Linked DNA regions of Mus musculus: all the other regions are linked to region 5. Evidence: chromatin contacts called from public ChIA-PET and HiChIP or PLAC-seq data. All regions are on one chromosome and are shown on one strand. Each heading gives the region's core, a stretch centred on a gene start, on an enhancer-like site or on the middle of the called end of the contact. The rest is flanking DNA. Distances are from core to core; before and after follow the strand shown. Region 1 holds the start of Gspt1 (G1 to S phase transition 1). Region 2 overlaps Clec16a (C-type lectin domain family 16, member A). Region 3 overlaps Clec16a (C-type lectin domain family 16, member A). Region 4 overlaps Clec16a (C-type lectin domain family 16, member A). Region 5 overlaps Litaf (LPS-induced TN factor). Region 6 overlaps Clec16a (C-type lectin domain family 16, member A). Region 7 holds the start of Snx29 (sorting nexin 29).

Region 1 (3,051 bases), core at 342-2,841, 280 kb after region 5:
TGTACCTGAAAGCAGGCTACCAAACATACAGCCCGTTTGTAAAAAGGTGTTTAAAGACTGCAGTTTGAAACGACAGAAAGTGTATTTAGTAGCTACTTTATGTGACAAATATTAAGTTATCAGAAGTATTTAAGTAACAGACTAGACTAATACACGAACGCAAACTAAGCTTTTATAAGCAACCCTTATAAGGGCCATACTTTTAAAACAATTAAAAGTCTACACGCCATTCAGAAAAAGTCTTAAATCCCGCTTAAAACCGCACATAAATCAATGAGGTTTACTACCACATGTTAGTACTGAGGAATCCTTGTGACATTTAAAAAACTTTTCAAGTATTCAAAATGTTAAGGGTGAAAAAAGGTCTTTGTATTGACAGCCAACAGTTTCTGGCGGATCACAAGCCTGCAATGCATCTTGGGATTCCTTCAGGTCGCTTTAGTGCCACCGATACTTAAAACGCAATTACAGTTCCAAACGTAGAAACTACAGTAGGAGCAGCTCTCTGGGCCAGCGAAGAGACAAGTCCTGTCCCCCAAACCCTAGACTTTCACACCCTCCTCCTGCCGGACTTCAAGCCCTATCAGTCCCCACTTCTGGGCCTCGTGGCACTGACTGGCCCAGGGCTGGCAGGGTCCCATACAGTTCCTATGCCTAGGGGTGAACCGCGTGCGGCCTTCCGCGGCGGGGCAATCGCCCCCGGGTCCCCTGGTCTCTGCTCCTCCTGGCCCAGGCGCCCCAAGCCAAGCAGCTCCCAGACTGGAGGCGCCCCACCCAGACCAGCCGGCGCCGCTGTCAGCGCCCCACGTGCGGGCCGGCCGGCCTCCCGTCCTCTCCACCCAGCCCACCGCGGAACTCCGGCCCCAGGCCGCCGCCCGTGCCTTGGGGATATCCAGCCCGGCAACTTACCCGAAGGGCCTCCCGCGCCGCTGCCTGCTCCGTGGTCGCCTCCGGCTGCGCCAGCTGGGGATAGCGGCGGCTGGGCCGGACCCCGCAGGAAGGACGGCACGAATTCAGCGGCGTGGACGTTGGGGACGAAAGGCTTGGCGTTGACGTTGAGTTGCCGGCTGAAAGCCGCGCTGAGGTTCTCACGCTGGGCCTCGGCCACCGCGGCCATGGAGCCGCTGCCGCTCCCGCCGCCGCCGCAAGGCCCGGGCCCGGGGGCCTCCATATCCGTCTGGTCCCAGCAGTCGGGCGCAGAGTCGCTGCTGCTGCTGCTCCCGCCGCCGCCGCCACCGCCGCCACCGCCGCTGCTAGGATCCATGATCGGGGGGGCCGTGTGTGTGGTGAAGAGAGGGCGGGAAATGGAGGCGGGGGCGGCCGACCGGGGAGGAGCAGGCCGCGCTGACCCGGGGAGGACGGCAAGACTGGGGAGCTGACAGTCAATGACTCACTCGCCGGCGTCCTGGGCAGCAGCTACAGTCCAGACAGTACACTCGAGACCAGGTCGACAGCGGCTCAACCCTCCTCGTGTGTGCGAAAGGATCTCCTCCCACCCAACCCCAACTACCGCCGCCGGCCTCACCGCCAACCCCACGTTTGGAGAGAATTGACCTCTCGCTACCACCCGTACCTTCGCCTCGGTAGTTCCCGTCTGTGTCCGCCCGCGTTTCCGCCTACGAAGCGCGGCCGATAGCTAAACTACAAGTCCCGACAGTACCCGCGAAGACCCGGTGCGGTTTTCTCGGGGGCTGACGGGAGTCGGAGTTCAGCGCTCAAGCGTCACCGGAAGCGGCTGGAACTCCCGGCAGGCAGCGCGAGGAGGCAGAAGTCTGGTGGCCCATCTGTCGCAGGGTGGGGGTAGGGGTAGGCTCTACTCGGCTAGGGCAAGACGGTGGGCCGAGCCCTTCCGCACGAGGCGACGATCCACCCTAGCCTGTGAGAACACCCGGTCCGCAGGCCTAACCTAGAGGAATTTTTTTTTCTTCTCCCTTTTCGGCGCCTTTTCTGTCTCCCAGTCTATATACCTTATTCTCTTTCTCTCCACCCGCAGCCAGAGTTTGCCCTACATTTCAAAGCCGGCGGGAGGCGTCTTTCCTTTTATGTATTCATTTTTGGAAGAGGCAGTAAAACCATGAGATGTTACAGCTGAAACTGCGTGTGGCTCATAAAGGTCCAAGGATGTCCGGCAAAAGGATCCTTAACTGGAAAATTTCAGTGACTCATGTTATGTTTGACTAGTCATTAAAAGCCCGCACCTAAAATGTTTTTTCGTCCTTTCATCCTCCCTGCCAGGAGATTTACAAATTAATCGGGATTGCCATATTTTTTAGTGTACCCAGCGGTACCTAATAGTGGCTATTTTGGTGCTTCCAGTTCCTTAGCTGCCATTAGGTAAAGTGCTGTTCTTTTGAAAGGCCGCATCTGTCAGCTATTCTTACAGTCCTTTAATAATGAGGGCATCTCACACTTTCAAGTTGCATTTTAGTAATTGTGGGGTAAGTGACAAGCAAGAAAAAATAAAATTCACCTTTATTTTTTACTGCACGAAGTAGGAATACCTGTTCTAAATACCTGTTAAATGCTCCTGTAATTCACCCATGGAGACCAAGACAAAGAAAAGTATACTCTTAATTTTACTTGCTCTGAAAAGAGTCTAGACAGAATGCAACTAACCTACTTGGAAATTACAGAGTAACATATTCAAAATGTTCAAACAACGAGTTTTTTTTTTTTTTAAATCTGGATCTAAGATATCTAAATTGGAATGCTGACTTTAAACATTTGTATAATAAAAAGTGAGAATTTGGCCTAACGAGAGAGGTAATAGACAAAGTTGTCAATAATTTTTTGTTTGTTTTGTTTTTGTTTTGTTGGGTTTTTTGGTTTTTCGAGACAGGGTTTCTCTGTATAGCCATGGCTGTCCTGGAACTCACTCTGTAGACCAGGTTGGCCTCGAACTCAGAAATCCACCTGCCTCTGCCTTCCAAGTGCTGGGATTAAAGGCCAGCACCACCAATGCCCGGCTTTGTCAATTACTTTTTAAAGCAAGGCTTCAAACTAGCTCTTTTTTTCTTCTTTTTGTGGTTGGTTAGTTAGGTTTTGGTCGGT
Region 2 (2,978 bases), core at 74-2,573, 340 kb before region 5:
ATGATTTGAAAAAGTTGGGGCTCCCAAGCCCCTGAAGTGTTTGCCTTTATTGCTTCCTAACTGTGTGCCCTTGGGCGGGTTACTTTTAATCTGAGTCTGGCTGTTTGTCATCTCTGCAGTGGAGACCTCTGAGTTGAAATACCCAGCAGCTGGCCTCACACAGGACCCATAAGCCAAAAGTGTGTCCTCTCCCTCATCCCACCCCACAGGAAGTGTGTCCCCTCCCCTCATCCCACCCCACAGGAAGTGTGTTCCCTCATCCCACCCTACAGGAAGCTTCCTGGGGTTTGCTTCTTTTACTCCAGTGTTTATGCGTTCTGCTGGACAATGCTTGCCATTCTCCAGAAACACTAAGGCAACACACCTGCAACTACAGTCAGTCCTCAGCTGCCCCTAGAACACTGGCTTCTGAGCTAGCGTGAGTGAGTGCCACTCAAGCTGCTCACACATTCTTTAGTGACTCAGGTTTATTACCAAAGGGATGACAGACCCTGAGACTCACTGTTATCCCCACCCCCATGGAGAGAATGGGAGGAATCCCATGGAGGAGGTCCTGGCACTGTAGGAGCAATGGAACCAATCTGTATTGTAAGAAGGCCCTGCTGTGAAACCAGTGCCAAGAACAGCCTGGAGTGGGAACATGGCTCTGCCACCCTGCTCTGGGATACAGGGATTTTGAAAAAGGGACTCAGGCCTCTGGAAAACAGTGTTAAACATGTCCCACAAAGGAAGGCAGCCAGTCAGCACTAGGCGGTCATGGGGCCCTCTGACTTAAATGAAGGGAAAAGTACACACACACAACTTGGAGAATGAAAAGAGCCTGCCACTCATCTGGCACACGAGAAATATAGGCCCCGTCTAACCCAGAGCTGGCTCATTTGTGGCCCAAGTACAGGAGGGCCTTTGCTGAGGCTTCCTGTGCTGTCTCTCCTAGATAAAGCCCATGAATGTGGAGTATCTCATGATGGATGCTTCCATCCTCCTGCCCCCAACGGGCACTCCACTGACTGGCATTGACTTTGTGAAGCGGCTGCCATGTGGTGATGTGGAGAAGACGAGGCGGGTGAGTAAGTGCTTTCTGGCCTCTCCTAGGCCATAGGGAAAGGGTCTTTAGATCAGTTGAAGCCTACCACCAATAGGTGTCTAGTCACCTGGAAAGAATAGCCTCACGCATGCACCTACTACCATACATGGCTTTCTTTCCAAAGCCTGGTGCCCTTGGAAATTGGAGATTGAGATTCTGTGGCAACTGGCACCTCTGTGGGCTGCTGTCAGACTACCTGCGCCAGGGCAGAGTGCAGCCAAAACCCTGGATGGAGGCCAAGCCAATCTTCTTTGAAGCAAGGGAACCCAGAGCCTAGAACAGCCAGTGTGGGAGGTGGATGTGAGCCCTAGGCACACTGGCAAGCTGTCCGATAGTGAGAGGATGGTGCTGGCTGCGCAGGAGAGCGTGCGTACAGAGCCCTGTTCTTAGAACAGCAGAGGTGATCCCCTTATCAGCACTTTGTTCTGAGGCGGCCGCTCTAGGAAGCAGCCTCGCTCAGGCTCTTCACAGTATTTTATCTCCTGCGTAAGATCTCGGTTTCTTTCTTAGAAAGCAGCACTGCCTTTTCCTGGAAAATCATTCCCTGGAGACATGACTGGGAGTGGATAATTTAGAGGCACTCATGATCGCTCCCAGGCTCACTACATCGTCCTTGGTCTGCTTGTGGCTTGGGGGTCTCACTTTAGGATTTCAGAAAGCAAGTGACATAAAGTTGTGTGTGCCTCAGACAAGAACCTCTGTGACCTCCTCCGCCCTGCTGGCACTTTTAACCATGTGCTCAGGGGCTACAGAGGAAGTGGAGACTTTGTATCTTCAAGCAACACACATTCCCAGCCCCCTGAGCAAACCACAGACTCCTGCAAGTTGTCCTCTGACCTCCATGTGTGCACACAACACAAATACTTTTTTTAAGTGTAAGATCAAAATACCAAAAGTGCCCCTGACTCCTGCCAGCCCATAAGGGACATCCATGTTGAAATCAAAGTCATCACAGTTTGGGGTTCCAAGCAGAACTTGAATTTGAGTTATCCCCACTCAGGTAGGGGCAGTTGGAAGGAGTGGCTGAGAAAGAACATGAGTTCCTTAGTCAGGCCTACAGAGGTTATAGCTGTGTGATCTTGGAAGCATTGTTTAAGTCCCTGAGCCTAAAGTTCCTCCTGTGCCCCCTCAGCTTTTGCCCACAGTAGCTGGCAGGATGGCTGTGAAGTTTCTGGCCGACAGTAAACACTGAAAGTGTGTTGGTGGGAAAGGAGTGCAATGCACCAGTGTCTTAAGATGAGCGAGAGGTTCCACTCAAGGACTCGCTAAGCTTAGTGCAGAGGAGAGCCAGCAGGGGGCGCGGGCAAATGGTAAAGTCTGAACTGAAGTATCAGCTATCTGGGAAGCCACTGCCCAAGGGTCCCTGTGCTAGGGTGTTGTGTTTGGTACTAGGGATGAGGCCAGAGCATGCACATGCCAGCACATGCTCACCCTCCTCTCAGTTTTGATTGAGACAGTGTCTTACTAAGTAGCCCAGATTGGCTTCTACCTCAGCCTCCCAGATATCTGGAATTACAGATTTGTGTCCCCACATTCTGATCCCATGTTCCCTGTGGGCACAGCAGGTTTTTATGTTTGTCACTATTGACCTTGAGGAAATGGGGTGGCTGTGTGTTACACATTAAAGAAAACTCAGTCAGAGCTCAGCATTTTTAAAGGAAGGACATTTTTCTTCCATATTTCAACACTTAGAGACATTTGCTTCTCCTCCCATCTTTGTCTACAAACTCAGCCCCTTATGATGGCACAGGAATTTTTGCCATGGTGTCACCTGCATCTTCCTTTGTTCATTGTATTATGAGGTTTCCTGTTGTAAGCGTGGTTTTCGCAGCTCTGGACAAGCTTCCCAGTTCTTACATGCTACCAGTGACATCACCCCAGCCTACAGGGGAGG
Region 3 (2,772 bases), core at 256-2,755, 310 kb before region 5:
GCAGGAAACGCAAAACACCTCTGCACCCAGAGAGTGCTACCTGGAGAGGGTCACAGCTTCTCCACTGCACCTGACATCCTGGAAGGGGAAGACAGGCAGTTCAGTATAATTGAATTTTTGTGTTCTGTTAGGTGTAGCCTCAGGCCTGAGAGTACCCATAGCCCCGAGCCATGGGCTCCTCCACAGTGCACTTTGCTGCTAGTCTGTCCTCTACACCCTCTTCTCAAAGAGTAGAAATGATCCCGATCAATACCCACTGACAGTGGCTGGACAGCTGGCTCACTCCACCTCAGCCCTGTATTTACACTAGGATAGAAGCCCATCCTGGTGCTGGGAATTGGAACGCTCTTCCACGCCTTCTCTTTGCTGTATACATGTTTGCCTAGCAAATAATAGCTGAACATACTTCCTTTGTAAAAGACTAAAACCACGCATAGTCTGCTAAAAGGTGAATGTCATCTTCCTCTCCTGCCCAGTGCCTCACCCAGGCTAGCCTGGGGCATGCGGCTCTTGATTCCCCGCCCTTGTATCTGCACACACTCACACCTGTCTTCCCACAGAGCCTGGCCTGCTTGTATCACGGTTGTCACCCCAGCCCTGACATGGGCCTTGCTCTTATTTGCTACTCAGTAAATATTGACCTACTGAATGGCTGCCATTTTTACACAACTAGGACTGTATTCATCGTGTTCTGCAATTTAGTTTTGGCACTTTGAAGTGGGGCTTTCCTGTGTCAGGAACATGGGTGGAGCTTATTGTACTTGACTGCATTCAGTGGAAGTGCCCAGTGTATGATGTCCATTGTGCAAGTACCATGAGCACGGGCATTGTACTGCATCTGGTTACTCAGTGTCTCAGAGGACCTGGAGCGTGAGTGTGAGCCCTGTCGGCAGCTGTATTCCAGCCTGGTGCTTTACTGGAAGGGACTTACCACTGTGCAATTGCTGGGCTGAGTTAGAGCTAGTAGGGACCTTAATGATAGCTCATATCTTGAAAAACTGGCCATCTTTGCCACCTGTGTGACAGAAAAACAGCTTCCATCCAAGAGTCCTCAACTTGAAGCCCTTGTCAAGGGTCAGGAGGTGGCCCAGAGAAGGCTCCTAGCTCAGAGAATGGAGTTGGTTAGAAGGCCAAGACGACTGTCAGGGAGCAGGATTCAGCCTGCCAGGCCCCCCCTCCAAGCCAGTCGGCCCATCAGAGAGGTGCCAGGGAAGACTTCCTGCAGCTGGAATTTCTGCATCCATCACTCCTGTGTCCAGGCCACACAGCTGCAGTCACTCAGATTCCGGCCATCCTTCACACTCAGAATTGCTGTTTAGACATTCCCAGCCCTCCACTCTGTCGGTGTTTATTTTAAAATCATCCAGAAACATGCTTGCAATGTTAGTTAGCTCTGTCAAACTCTCCATTGCATCAGGCAGTAGTACGTCATGTGCATGGGCCCAGGTCCTCAGAAGACTCACTTGAGGAGGACCTGCCTCAGAGGAATGCGCTTCAGAAGCCCTTTGAAAGTCATGGCTGAGGGAAAGCAGTTTGCTGTGTTTGTGGGTTCTCTGAATCAGCTCAGGGGCCACTCAGAGAAGGGATGACAGGCAAGCAAACCACAGTCTTCTGTGACAAATGTCCTCAGGCAGCAAAATGTGATGTTGACAGGCACGGGTACTGCTGCGGAGCCCAGGCTCCACCATGGACCATTCATTGCTACACGTCTTCCAGTAATCCCTCTCCCCAGCCCCCAGAGCAACTGCAGCCCTGGTGCAGTGCGCTTTTAAAGCACCCCACCTCCTCTCTCTGTAAAGCCCTGAGGCAAGCAGTTTTCCCCTCTGTTTATATCTACCACACACACACTGTGAGCTGCTTCTATTAAAAGCAGTCAGAGATTGATAACGGGTGTTAAGAAGGATGTCACTTATTTCACAGGGTGAAAGGGAAGTTGCTGTGGCTTTCAGTAAAAGCTCACAGACCTAGGCCGTGGCAGCATGCTAACCACTGGGGGGCAGTGGAGCTGTGTGCCCCCAGCAGCTTCCTTCCCTGGCACTCCTTGAGTCTTAGGACTCCTCACCTTAGAGGACAGGGAAGGGCACCAAGAAGGAGGCAGATGGAAAGGTAGGGATGAGGGTTCTCTCTATAATGTGACCACCAGCTCAGGGATATGAGGACACATCCTCAGCCTGACCTTGGGGTCCCTTCATTGGAAAATGGGAAAGCTTCATGCACTATACGCCTGAGGCACAGCAGGCCTCTGAGAGGTGTTGCCAGCTGAGACTGGATGGAGGTCTGAGTTCTCCTTCTGAATCACCCCACTTTTCTTCACAGGCCAGGGGTGCTCACTAACTGAGCTGAGCAGAGGTCTCCGATACCATAGGGCTGGTGGGGTGACTTCATCACCCCCCAGCTACCATAGGTTTATTTCGGCATGGGCTTCCCTACCAGCTGGCACTCCCTCTCTGTTTGGGCCTAACGGTCAGGAGCCCTCCATATCCAGGAACTATCAGCTCTTCGAAAAGCATATTCATCTCATCCCCTGGCGAGCAAGGTTCCCAAGGTTTTCCTAAAAGTCATTTTGGAAATGCAGATTTGAGCACAGTTGACTTCAGTTCCTGGCACTTCAACCCTTCCTTCACACCTCTCTGGTTCTTGGCATCATGGTGAGAGCAGAAGTATGGAGCTGGAGTCCGTTAGAGTCTGAGTACCAAGGCTTTGTGTGACCCTGGGTGTCTCTCTGAAACTGTGAGCCTCAGTTGCTACATGTACAAAACAAAATGCTTGTAG
Region 4 (2,932 bases), core at 323-2,822, 390 kb before region 5:
TAAATTGTAAAGGCAGAATAATGTATTATATGTATATACCCACTTTCTTTTTTAATTTTGCGTCTCTTCTTGTCATATACTGATTATACATTACAGATTCATTATGGCATTTTTGTACATGCATATGAAATATTTTATCATATTCAATCCCGTTACACTCTCTTGTCCCATCTCACGCCTGATGATCTGCTTCCCTTTCCCCACTAATTCCCCTGCTGCTTTCATTTCCTTTTTTATTTTTCCCAATGACCAGGGAATTTCAGTAGGGCTCTATACAGGAGCATGTGGGTCCTCCCACCCTCGAGGATCATCGGCCCATACAATCCACAGGGCAAAGGGAGCAGAGATGATGGGGTTGGGGATCTGGAAGCCCTGTGAGTCCGTACAGTGAGTGACTACGCTGGAACCACCCTCGGGGCAGATCAACATTACTTAGGGTGATTGAAGGCTTATAAAGTGTTAGGGGGGCTGAGGGTAGGGACATGCAGGATGGGCGGAGGTGATTGGCTGGGGGGCTTAGGGTACCCTAAGCATGGGGAAGCATTTCAGGGATCTCAGGTGTTGGCTGAACAGGTTTTGTCAAAACCTGTAACCAAACTAAGGCTACCTAACATTCCTCAGAGAGAGGGTTTTGGATTTTCCAGACAAGGTTAGAAAAGGAGAAGATCCACTAATGAAGTGAGTCTCCCATATTCTGCTGATCCCAGAGGCTCTCTAGTCATGGTGGACTTCATCATTAATTAGCAGAGTTTTCCCACAAGAGCATGGGCACCTTACCAGTAGCTACACAACTAAAGAAAATGTTTCTCTGTTTCCCAGAAACTATTACTGCCAATAAGTCCTCACAGAAGACAGAGCAGAGCCTGCACCTCTCCTCCCAACTACCATTAACTGACAGACAATATGTCATCAGGAGGGGTGCGGCCTCGTGAGCTCCCTGACTTCATGACACAACATTGGTAGGTCAGGTCTTATGCACGTCATCACAGCAATTATGAGCTCAGAGTGCAGCAGCCCCATCATGCTTGGGACACAGTTTTCCACAGCACTCCACTCCATCCTCTAGCTCTTACATTTCCCACCTTCTCCATGATGTTCCTTGAAGTTTGAAGGAGGAGGATGTGAGTGTCCCATTCTGACTAAGCATTCAGCAATCATTCACGTCTACCCATTTTCTTTATTACTTCATCTGCTAGCTTGCAGACTTCTAAAGGACATTTTTTAGTGAGGTAATTGTAGATTTGCATGCAGCTGTAAGAAATAACACAGAGATTGTCCCTGGTTTTATCCCATGTGGATGCCTACAGAACTACAGTACCTGACCACAAGTAGGACACAACAAACAGGCTGTGGTTTGCAGCTTAAGCAAAAGCACAGAGCAGATGGCAACTGGCCACCTCTCAGATGGCTCTCAGGAGGTCTGTCCTTTTTCCCCATGGTCTCCTCTTGGGGCAGAGGTCCAGCCTCCACTGTGGGAGACACACCCACTGGTTGCATGAGTGGCTGAACAGAAGGAGCTGGCACTTGAGAGGCTGGTTTCTCTGTAGGTGTTAGATCAAAGCCCCACCTTCTGATGCCTGTAGATGGAAATCCTAGACTAGCTGCCAAGGTAACTGGCAGTTGTGAATTGTTTAACAGTAGTCCTGTGCAAGTTGCCTGCCTTCCCTCTGAGTGACAACAGTCTCCTACTATTTCCTGCCTGGCTCGGATGTGGTTGATCAAACTTGTTTTAACTTCTTGGTCTTTTTTACCCTACTTTCTCCTTCCTGTAATTTGTAGATAAGTTACTGGTATTGCTTCATTTTTACCAGCAGACCTCTTGCAAACCCAAACCAAAATTGGAGAGAAGCAGAGGAGAGACAGAATTATACTGAAGGGCTATAATTTAGGGTTAAATTTAACACAGATCAGAATAGGCAGATAAATGTCTAATTGAAATTCCTGTGTGCATTACCATCATATGGTAGGCAGGCAGGCATGACGCTGGAGCAGGAGCTGAGAGCTTACATCTTATCTACAAGTTGGAGGCCTGGTGTGGGCTTTGAAGCACAGTGCACACCTCCAGCAAGACCACACCAGCTAATTTCTTCCTAAATCATTCAACTGGGAACTAAACATTCAAAACTATAAGACAGTGGGGGCATTCTCATTCGGACTACCACACATACCCAAGAGTGGCAACTCATATGGTAGCCTCTTCTATTGTTTGCAAAGTGATTATGGGTTGGAACTGGGGATGTGCTTCGGTACCTGTAGGTGTTTTTTTAGGTTACCGAAAGACGGAGTAACACCAGAAATGGAGTCCAGGCTGATGTTTAACTTACTGTATCGCATGGGGTAGTTGGTCTTAGGTTTATCATCTTTCTGCTTTACCCTCATGAGTTCAAGGGTACTCAGTGCTGGAATAAATGAGGCAGCAAGGCCAGGGACAGCAGTCATGAGGTGCTTGTGACTTTGTTGTGAAGACTCTCAGCATGCTGTTTCTTGTGCTGTTCACATGTTACACTCTGCATCTGGTACCTGCAGCAGTGAGTGCCTCAAGGTGTCCCAGGTTGAGTTAGTCTGCGTCTCCAGGCCTCAGTCTTATTGCTTCTACAGCTAGAATAACAAACATGGCTTTGAAGGGAGGGCTTCTGCTATGTGTAGTGTTTGTTCTTAGGTCTAGCACCAGTTGGTGCAGGAATGTTAGGTGAGGCTGTACAACCTCATCCCCTATATGGGGCCTATATAAGTGTGCGTGGGTGGGCACGCTGTTGTTGGAACTGAACTATATTCAGCAGGCGCTTGGGGAAGCACTTCAGATGCAGGCAAGGGCATAAAGAGGGCAGGAAGCATCAGCAATAACAAGTGACAGAGACTGCTAAGACTAGAGTAGACATTGCCATTGGTGACAGTGAGCTAAACCCTCAGCTTGCACTCTGCTTTCCAACTT
Region 5 (2,800 bases), core at 65-2,564:
GTCCTACAGTGTGCATTTCTCATTTTCTACTTTTTTGAGTGTTTCTCGCCATATTCTCAGTCCTTCCAAGGACCTTAGACCTGAAACCAGCCAGTTAACACCCACACCACACCCTAACTAGAATGACCAATGTCCCTCCCTGGCCCCATGCTCCTGTCTCATCTCTGTCACCACTGCAAAGATCTGCACTGGCAGTCTTGCTTACATGTCCCCAAGCAGGCTTTGTCTCCGTAGGCCTCCCTCTGACGGCTGCCAGCGTCCACCTGAGACAAGTGCACAGAGCACACAGGACAGGTAGGAGCCCTGCCTCAGCTGCCAGCATCCTAGCTCTTTGCTGTAGCTGTCCAGGGCACCTTCCCATTGCCTGTCTTCCTGACTCCCTGTGGGTTCTGTAAAGAGCAAGAATGGAAATGTGTTAATAGCACCTTAGCAGCTATAAGCACGGCCAAAACGTCACGGTGACTCACAGGTGAGCCACTACTCCACCCTACCTAAGACAGAAAAGGCTTCCCTGAATAAGTAACACTTTGGGTACAAAATCCAGGAAAGTCCCAAGCAATGTAGAACAAGATAGTCCCAGTGGTACCGAGAAAACACTTGCAGAGAACAGTACCGACGTTTAAATGCCACACAAGACCCATCTCGAGATCTGGAAGGATAGAGTTAGGTAGGTGTAGTTGATGTAGGCCTGTAATTCCCAAGGAGGCTGGGCTGGAGGGTCAAGGCCAGGCTGGGCTATATAGACCCTCTCAAAAAGGGGGTGCATTAGGGAGATAGGTCAGTTGGTGATATGTTTGTCTTGAAAACACAAAGACCTGAGTCTGACCCCCCAAAACCCATGTTTTAAAAATAGCTAGGCATAATACTTCATGGCTATGAGGTAGAGACAGGCAACTCTCTGGGGCTCACTTGGCAGTAATCTTCGCCTACTGGGTGACCTCTAGGTCAGTAAGGTGGAACTCCCAAGAAACTACAATCAAGGCTGACGTCTGTCCTCCTCACACAGACGCAATGGGTCATCTGGAAACAAAAGCTCTGACTTAGAATCTAAGGAGAGGAAGTGGTCAGTCTGTCAGTCAGGGGAAGTCGCTGACGTCATGACAAGTGTTCATGCGGCACTTCACACTTCCATTCAGATGTGAGGCTCTAGTGAGAGCTGGGCAGAGTGGCTGGCCACTTTCCGGACGGAGACTGCAGCCAGCCCTTTGCTACCTCCAGATTCCTACTGGTGAAATATGGCTCAGCAGGGTGCCCTGGAATGTCCAGGCAGGAGGTCAAGCAAGCCACGATGTGGGTGGATAGACACTGACAGGGAAGTGTGGAGGCGGTAGCAGAGCATGTTGAAACCAGAGAGAGGAAAACAAAGCGCCAGTTTAGCAGGCTCACAGCTTGCTCATTTTGTAATCGCTGGTGAATGCTCATGTGGCACAAGTCCCCAGGCTGGTGGAAGGGGCTTCTTTCGAGGTCCACCCATCCCTGGGTCTAGGGAAGGATAAGGACAAGATTAAGGGGGTGCATTAGGGAGATAGGGTTGAAGACAAGGGTGTAGGCGAGGAGGGGAAAGACCCCATCCTTCCTCTCTGTCATGAGGGACAAAGGGACAAAGACAAGTTGAAAGGATCTGGAGGGCAGACGGTGACTCCTGGACCTCCAGATGTCCTGTAGGCTAAAGGCTGTCAACACGCCCCAGTAGCACCAAACAACCAGCTCTGAGTCCCACGGGGAGATCCACTCAACAGTGACTCCTGCGTGGGCCCCTCCTGACACCTCCCTACGTGGCTTCCTGACATTCTGAACGGATTCTGCCTCTTCCTGGGGCATGAGTAAATTCTGCAACCTTAACTCGGTTTACCCCAAGACAAGTCAGCGACTCCTGCATGCAGAGTTCGGAGCTGCGTGTCATCATAAGAGCCTTTCTAAAAGGAAGACAAAATCAGAGGCTACACTAACCCTGGAAAATGTAGAGGAAGAAGCCACAGGCCAAGGTAGAGCCCCTCTCCCATGTCCAAATGACCCCTACCAGAACAAAGCCAAGATGGCACCTTAACATTGGCCCAAGGACCCACCTGAGGATGTGTCTCATTCTCTGCCATCCCGTATTGTATGTTCTTTTATTGTTGTTTTTAGGCAGGGCTGAGGCTAGCCATAGACTTCTGACCCTCCTGGCTTTTCACCTCCCTAGTACTAGAATTCTAGGCCTGTGGCACCATTGCTGGATTATGTTGTGCTGGGGACTGAACAGGTCTTTGTGCCTGCTAGGCAAGCACTCCTCCAACTGAGCTATACTCTCAGCCCCTCTGACTCCATTTTAAGCTGTGAGTTGGCTCTCCTCTGTGTAATTGAGGCCTGTAAGCTCCCAGAGGGCTTCTGGTACGACAGACCCTGTCTTCTAGGCAGCTTTCTGCCCAGGCCTCACAGGGGCCTCACCTTTTCTCTATCACAGTGAAGTCTACTCCTTGGCCCTACCACCTCTCTCTCTCACACACACAGGTGCACCCTCTCTCACTGGTACACCTTCTGTACAAGGCCTCTTCCTTCCCTGGCCACAGCCCCTTCCTAATTTCTGCTTTCCTCAGGTTCTGAGCTCAGGCTTGGGGACCACATCTTCCTGGCAAGATAATGCTACCCTGACTTGTGGTTTCTTTCCACAGTGGGTCACCAACAACTCAGGGTTCCCTCACTCAACTCAAACCCTACAAACAGAGCACAGGCCTTCCCCCGGCCATGCCCTGTACGTCTTCCCATTCTAGGCAGGCCTCACCCTCTCAAAACAGGGACGCTCCACCACCACGAAGGGAAA
Region 6 (2,706 bases), core at 90-2,589, 410 kb before region 5:
GTGAGTGTGTGCGCACGGCCACACTGCAGAGTGCACGTGACAGTGGAAGAGATGTGAGTGTGTGCGCACGGCCACACTGCAGAGTGCACGTGACAGTGGAAGAGATGTGAGTGTGTGCGCACGGCCACACTGCAGAGTGCACGTGGCAGTGGAAGAGATGTGAGTGTGTGCACACGGCCACACTGCAGAGTGCACGTGACAGTGGAAGAGAGGTAACCGTTCTCCTTTTGTCGGTGGAGTTCGGCATTGGTGGCAAGAGCCTTTACTTTCTGAGCTCTCTTGTCAGCTTGCAGGAACTTGCTCTTAAGGTAACTAACTCGTCAAGGGCCAGGAGAGGAGAAATTCACAGTGAGAAAGATATTAACCCACTCATGACAGCTTCACTCCATCACCTAAATACCACTCATAAGCCTTACTTCCTAACGTGGCCTCATTTCAGGAATAGAGGTTAGGACTCATGAAACCTGGGGCCACATTAGACCTTAGCTACCTTCTCACAGTACCTGGCCCCGCCTGTGAGAGAATGAAGTCAGAGAGCTCAACCTCTGGTCTCTCTGACTCCATGGGGCACTAATTCTGTCAGGGGTGGAGCCTGACCCTGCAAACTCATTTAATCGTAATTACCCTGTCATCACATGTAGTCACACTGGAAACGACATGTGCAGCTTTTGACTATGTTGAGGGTAGTTCAGTGTGGTAGGGTTCCATGAAGGACTCCTGCTGATTGACTTGCCATCCCCTCAGCATGGTTCAATTTCAAAGATCTAATGACTGAGGAGTACATAGGCCAGCACTTCTAAGAGCAATGGAGAAGGCAGAGAGGTCTTAGGGGTGCCTCTGCTTCAGTTTTGTTGCCCAGCAAGCAAGAATTTAACTCAGTTCAACCCTCAGCCCCATTTATTCTTCTGAGAGGCAGGGGCTACGGAGGCTCTTGTTATAACTCCAAGAAAGTTTGAGTCATGGACCCAAAGTAACCAGTACAGCACATTCAGAGTAGAGGAGAGATTTTAGCACAGGAGAATACACTCAGTGGTCCTCAGTGTGGTGCTGGCATTTTCTGGAGCTGCTCTTAGTTGTCATAGTCCATCCGAGTAGAGGGAGGCTGCAATCCCCAGGGCAGACCTTCAGCAGAGCATTACCAGACCCTTATCTATGCTGGGACTGAGCCAGCCTAATTTCATTCTGTGCTAGTTACTTACTCCAAATGCAGCACAGTGCAGGTCCTGCTCTTGAAAGCAAGAGAAAAAACGGTGGAGCGCCCAGAGCAAAGGCAGGTACTGACTTCTTGGGGCAAATCAAGTTGCTGGGTGGTGGTGACCTTAGCAGTGGCCACTAGGTGGTGCTGTAGCCACAGAGCCCTCCTCCTCCTCCCCCTGACCACAGATGGTGCTAATTCACATCTCCCTGTGTGGTTTCCCTTGTTATCAGCTTCTGTTTCGCTGGATCTGGAATAAGTGTGGTTTCTGAGCTCAGAGGGGAAGATCCAGCTCTGAGGTGCAGGCTCAGGAATGTTCTGAGGCCATTGGGACAATTCCAAAGTCTTGACCTTTAATATGGGGTCTTTGGAGTTTTATCTTGGTGACCCTTTTGAAATCCATTTAGGGCTAGGATTAACAGTACGTCCTTTGAAAGTTTTAGCTTCTTGGTGAAGTACCTTGAAGATCTGATGTAAATCCTTTGAGGTGGCCTCTGCTGTGCAGCTGACATGTACATCACCTTTCAGAACTTCCTGTCTGAGGATTTCAGACCTCTAGGTCGGAGCCATTAGCTGTCATCACGGGTCACCAATCTGTAATGGAGAACTTAGCTGCCTCACAGGGCTCTTGTGACCTTTATTCCAGTCTCCCCACTTCTCCAGACATGGCTCCTGATGACCCTCTCTGCCCTCTGCATTGGTGCTATTTCAGATTCGATACAAAAGTGATCCGACATGTGCATGGCTCTAAAAGGAAGTGGGAGCAGTGTGGGAGCTGCCTGCAAAGCCCAGCAGACACACACCTTTGGCTTTCAGGACAGTTTATTAAAAGTAGCTTTTGAGGCAGTGTTCTCTTTGTAGTGTAGTTTGGCCTCAAACTCTCAGTCTTCCTGCCTCAGCTTCCAAAGTGCTGGGATTAAAGGCATGGGCCACAACACCCAGCTCTGCTTCAGTCTCTGAGTGCCACCATCACAGTATATGTATGCCATATGCCCTGCTGCTTTTATTTTTACTTTTTAGTTTTAGTGGGGGAGTCATTGTAAAACAGCATAACATAGTCACAGAAGTGCAGTCAGGTGCCTGTAGCCTCCCACCCTGCACCCAGCCATGCAGGCCGTCCTACTCACTCTGCTGTTCCTGCATGTGACTCGCCCTGATCTATATTGTTATTAAATGAACCTGACTGTGGGCATCTAGGTGCTTTCCAGGTTCTCACTATTACGCTATTACAGGGAGGCATTGCACAGATGCTACTGTTGCCTCTTTGTTTGGTGACCTAAGTAACAGAGGCCCAAGAGACTGAGATTACTTACTGACTCCCAGGTTTATTATAACAGAATACCACAGAATGTCAGCCACAGTGAGGGGGTAGTAGAAAAATCCCAGCCACACAGTGGGCCCCTTTACTGATCCCTAACCCCCCACAGAACCTTGTAGAGGACTTAAAAAAGCCCCTGTGAGGAGCAGATGAACCTTGTGGCTGTCTCAGGTGTAGAATGTAGCCAGACTTT
Region 7 (2,700 bases), core at 174-2,673, 350 kb after region 5:
TCACCTCCCTTTCCTTTCTTTATTGGAATCAAATCCAGGATGGCACACATGTGTTCTTCCACTGAGCTACTACAGTTTCTAGCTCTTCATTATTTTCTTATTTCTGATCAAGAGCCTAAGTTCTCCAGGCTGGGTGACTCCAGCCTCATATCCAGCAGGCAAAATAGTCTTTCAACTCCATATTTAAAATAGGGCAAAACCCTGGATTTCACAGTTGCTGTGAATTTAGCTCTTGTGTTCTCTCAGCACCTACCCACCTTTCCTCTCACTGTTGCCTAGAGTCAGTTGGACAACTCTTGTAGTTCCCTTAACCCACTGACCCACTGTCATTCTCCTCAGACCCATTACAATGCATTCTCATTCTAGAAAGTTCTCTCTCTCTCTCTCTCTCTCTCTCTCTCTCTCTCTCACACACACACACACACACACACACACCCACCACAAATTCTCCCAAGTGCCTCAGGCAGTAATTCGATTCTTCTGTGAATGTTGGTATTAAAGGTGTGCATGGTCACACCAGGATTGTAAGTGAAGTTTCAAATTCTGACTGCATCACTGTGCTTTGCACTTTTATTCCCACATCCATCATCAAGAAAGTACAAACTCTCCTGCCTGCAGGGCCTTGCACGTGCTACTCCAACTACTGAACTATATCCACCACTCCGGTTTTACCACTCCGGTTTTACTTTTTATTTCGAGAGTCTTGAGAAGTTACCCAGAATGGCTTTGAATTCACCTTTTGTTTTTGTTTGTACAGAGAGTTGAAGCTTGGGCCTCCTGCATGCAAGGCATGTGCCCTCTCTACCAAACTTTTTTTTTTTTTTTTTTTTTTTTTCGAGTCAGGGTTTCTCTGTATAGCCCTGGCTGTCCTGCAACTCACTTTGTAGACCAGGCTGGCCTCGAACTCAGAAATCCGGGATTAAAGGCGTGCGTTACCACGCCGGCCATCCACAGCTCTTGAATTCTTGCAGCTCAGGCTCCTGACTTATCCTCTTGAATGTTGGGATTTAAAGCCTGTACCACCAGGCCCTGCAGGCCCATTACTCTTTTTTTCTCTCTTCTCTTTGAGACAGTCTCAAGCAGCCCCATCTAGCCTCGAAATCATTGAGTAGTTCAAGGTTGACCTTGAACTTCTGATCCACCTGCCTTCCCCCGAGTGCTGGTTTGACGGACATGCAACACACTACTCCAAGCTCTCGGTACGCGTATATCGCATCCTTGTCCGAACTTCAGTCTAAATGGATGTCTTTTTCTTGGCTCGGGGATTGGGAGGCATTGATTTTGTGAGGTGCCGGTTCTCTTCCCTGCTACCCTGGGGCGTCGATTTGCCCGAGTATTTTGGTTCCGGGTCGGGAGGCGGGCCCTAGGAGAGTCACTGCTTCCGGGGCGGGGCCAGCGGGCGGGGCGCGCGTTCTCCCGGCCTGTGTGGAGCTCGGCGGCTGCAGACGCGGCGGCGGCGGCAAGGCAGGCGGCGGCCCCGGGAGCAGCAACATGAGCGGTGAGTGGCGGCCCCGCTGCTGTCACCCGCCCCGTAGCGCCACTGCAGCCGCACGCTCCGGGCCCGGTGTGCTCACACGCTGCAGACCCCCGCGGGGTCGCTCGCAGGCTCGGAGCCCTGGCCCGGAGTCTCCTGCACCGCTCCCACTATCCCGGGGCTGGCGCTCCTGTCCCTCTGCCTCACCAGTGACAGCCAACTCCTAGAGCAGAGCTTGCTCCCAATTCCCTCCCAGACAGCCGATCCCTTTGACAGGTTTCCGCACCCCGGATTCTCAGATCTCTGGTACTTGCCTTAGTCCCTCTTTCTCCCGTGACCCTCCTGGGACTCAGCTCCAGTTACCAGCCCCTGGTTTTTAGTTATTCTCTGTTCCAGGTCTCTTCCACCCAGTGACTCCTCTTTCTCCAAAGGCAAAGAGCATCTCTAGACACCCCTGTCACACACAGCAAACCAGAGCGACAGCTCCGGGTCCCCAGAGGTCTCAGTGTTAGGACAGCTTTGTCTTCTTCCCTCCTCTTCCCTGCACCTGTGTCCCCAGAGCTGGCCAGTTAGCCTCGCAGCGTCCCTCTCCCGGTTGTGCCTTTTGTATTTGGGCTGTTAGTTCATGCTTCAGTTCTCTCCATGTCTTCCTCTAGCTCATCGTTTGAAGTCTCCGGTTGTGTCCTGAAGCCCTTTCCTTCTTGCCCAATGCTGAACCTAAATGGGGCTCAAGCGTTGCCCAAGCCAATACCACCAGCAGGGAGGTGGAGCGGGTGGGGAGTCTGGAAGTGAGAGGCAGGTGCTTGTGACGGCTTGTGCTCAGTGATACCGAAGTTTAGTCCCTTTGTCGGAGTCTGTGTCTTCAAGCCTCCCTCTGAAGAGTCCTGATGATGTTTTGATGTTTTGGTGCTAAGTCATTCCTGGGTGTTGCGCGTGGAGATGGGAGTGACTCAGGGAAGGCTTGTGTTGGCTGTTGATTCTCCTGCTGGACTCAGGGATCTGGATTCCCTTAGGAGGACCCGCCTACCCTCGTAGTTTCTGTTTTTTCTTACTGTGCAGCTGGATTTTCGTCTCTGCACCCAGTCTCTAGACTTGCACTCAGGTGTTTCATGGAGCGGAGAGGGTGCTAGGGCAAAGGAGCAAAGGGCAGTCTTAATTTTTTGTTTTTTAAATTATTTCTGTGCATCTTTAAAAAAACGTTAGATGCTTTTTGTTGCTCAAGAGCA

What was found. ChIA-PET counts read pairs in DNA pulled down with a chosen protein or histone mark. HiChIP or PLAC-seq counts read pairs in DNA pulled down with a chosen protein or histone mark.
Region 1: an RNA polymerase II ChIA-PET map of memory CD8 T cells shows a contact between it and region 5, with 10 read pairs. The contact joins the promoter of Gspt1 here to the enhancer-like site in region 5. A contact is called at or near these places in 7 of 39 promoter capture datasets (the 3T3-L1 cell line, HPC-7-derived erythroid cells, cranial neural crest and 3 more), 2 of 115 datasets of contacts at active chromatin or transcription factors (embryonic stem cells and memory CD8 T cells) and 1 of 9 other capture datasets (adipose tissue).
Region 2: a contact with region 5 is called in an RNA polymerase II ChIA-PET map of memory CD8 T cells, with 15 read pairs. The contact joins two enhancer-like sites. A contact is called at or near these places in 2 of 115 datasets of contacts at active chromatin or transcription factors (memory CD8 T cells and pancreatic cancer cells).
Region 3: an RNA polymerase II ChIA-PET map of memory CD8 T cells shows a contact between it and region 5, with 34 read pairs. The contact joins two enhancer-like sites. A contact is called at or near these places in 1 of 484 Hi-C or Micro-C datasets (liver) and 2 of 115 datasets of contacts at active chromatin or transcription factors (double positive thymocytes and memory CD8 T cells).
Region 4: a contact with region 5 is called in an RNA polymerase II ChIA-PET map of memory CD8 T cells, with 11 read pairs. The contact joins two enhancer-like sites. A contact is called at or near these places in 1 of 484 Hi-C or Micro-C datasets (the C2C12 cell line) and 6 of 115 datasets of contacts at active chromatin or transcription factors (T-cell acute lymphoblastic leukemia, bone marrow-derived macrophages, embryonic stem cells and 3 more).
Region 6: an H3K27ac HiChIP or PLAC-seq map of regulatory T cells shows a contact between it and region 5, with 4 times the contacts expected there. The contact joins two enhancer-like sites. A contact is called at or near these places in 1 of 15 datasets of contacts at CTCF or cohesin (large pre-B cells), 1 of 484 Hi-C or Micro-C datasets (the C2C12 cell line) and 4 of 115 datasets of contacts at active chromatin or transcription factors (large pre-B cells, memory CD8 T cells, pancreatic cancer cells and 1 more).
Region 7: an RNA polymerase II ChIA-PET map of memory CD8 T cells shows a contact between it and region 5, with 9 read pairs. The contact joins the promoter of Snx29 here to the enhancer-like site in region 5. A contact is called at or near these places in 15 of 39 promoter capture datasets (the 3T3-L1 cell line, 3T3-L1-derived adipocytes, the HPC-7 cell line and 11 more), 1 of 115 datasets of contacts at active chromatin or transcription factors (memory CD8 T cells) and 1 of 9 other capture datasets (macrophages).

What each region holds. Positions count from the first base shown.
Region 1 is chr16:11,252,734-11,255,784 of GRCm38.p6, forward strand. It overlaps Gspt1 (G1 to S phase transition 1), which reads right to left and starts at 1,592. Exons shown (of 15, transcript NM_146066.2): 1 at 910-1,592. The coding sequence starts at 1,264. It overlaps LOC115488671, which reads right to left and starts at 903. Exons shown (of 2, transcript XM_030249388.1): 1 at 1-903. Mir1945 (microRNA 1945) reads right to left here and starts at 1,712; the gene lies at 1,635-1,712.
Region 2 is chr16:10,637,853-10,640,830 of GRCm38.p6, forward strand. Clec16a (C-type lectin domain family 16, member A) reads left to right here. Exons shown (of 23, transcript NM_001204229.1): 17 at 935-1,063. Among named protein-coding and RNA genes, the nearest start is that of Gm52264, 19 kb to the right of the region's middle. Within about 2 kb of position 1,324, at least 82 of the 459 cell types and tissues checked have an H3K27ac peak or open chromatin away from gene starts, as enhancers often do. A contact at or near this core is called in memory CD8 T cells, where this site is marked.
Region 3 is chr16:10,663,811-10,666,582 of GRCm38.p6, forward strand. All of the region lies in intron 18 of Clec16a (C-type lectin domain family 16, member A), which reads left to right. Among named protein-coding and RNA genes, the nearest start is that of Gm52264, 6.8 kb to the left of the region's middle. Within about 2 kb of position 1,506, at least 126 of the 459 cell types and tissues checked have an H3K27ac peak or open chromatin away from gene starts, as enhancers often do. A contact at or near this core is called in liver and memory CD8 T cells, where this site is marked.
Region 4 is chr16:10,583,804-10,586,735 of GRCm38.p6, forward strand. The region is part of intron 9 of Clec16a (C-type lectin domain family 16, member A); the gene reads left to right. Among named protein-coding and RNA genes, the nearest start is that of Clec16a, 40 kb to the left of the region's middle. Within about 2 kb of position 1,573, at least 64 of the 459 cell types and tissues checked have an H3K27ac peak or open chromatin away from gene starts, as enhancers often do. A contact at or near this core is called in memory CD8 T cells and regulatory T cells, where this site is marked.
Region 5 is chr16:10,975,222-10,978,021 of GRCm38.p6, forward strand. All of the region lies in intron 1 of Litaf (LPS-induced TN factor), which reads right to left. Among named protein-coding and RNA genes, the nearest start is that of Litaf, 16 kb to the right of the region's middle. Within about 2 kb of position 1,315, at least 163 of the 459 cell types and tissues checked have an H3K27ac peak or open chromatin away from gene starts, as enhancers often do. A contact at or near this core is called in adipose tissue, hematopoietic stem and progenitor cells, liver and 2 more, where this site is marked.
Region 6 is chr16:10,564,347-10,567,052 of GRCm38.p6, forward strand. All of the region lies in intron 3 of Clec16a (C-type lectin domain family 16, member A), which reads left to right. Among named protein-coding and RNA genes, the nearest start is that of Clec16a, 20 kb to the left of the region's middle. Within about 2 kb of position 1,340, at least 35 of the 459 cell types and tissues checked have an H3K27ac peak or open chromatin away from gene starts, as enhancers often do. A contact at or near this core is called in regulatory T cells, where this site is marked.
Region 7 is chr16:11,321,481-11,324,180 of GRCm38.p6, forward strand. It overlaps Snx29 (sorting nexin 29), which reads left to right and starts at 1,424. Exons shown (of 21, transcript NM_028964.4): 1 at 1,424-1,498. The coding sequence starts at 1,492.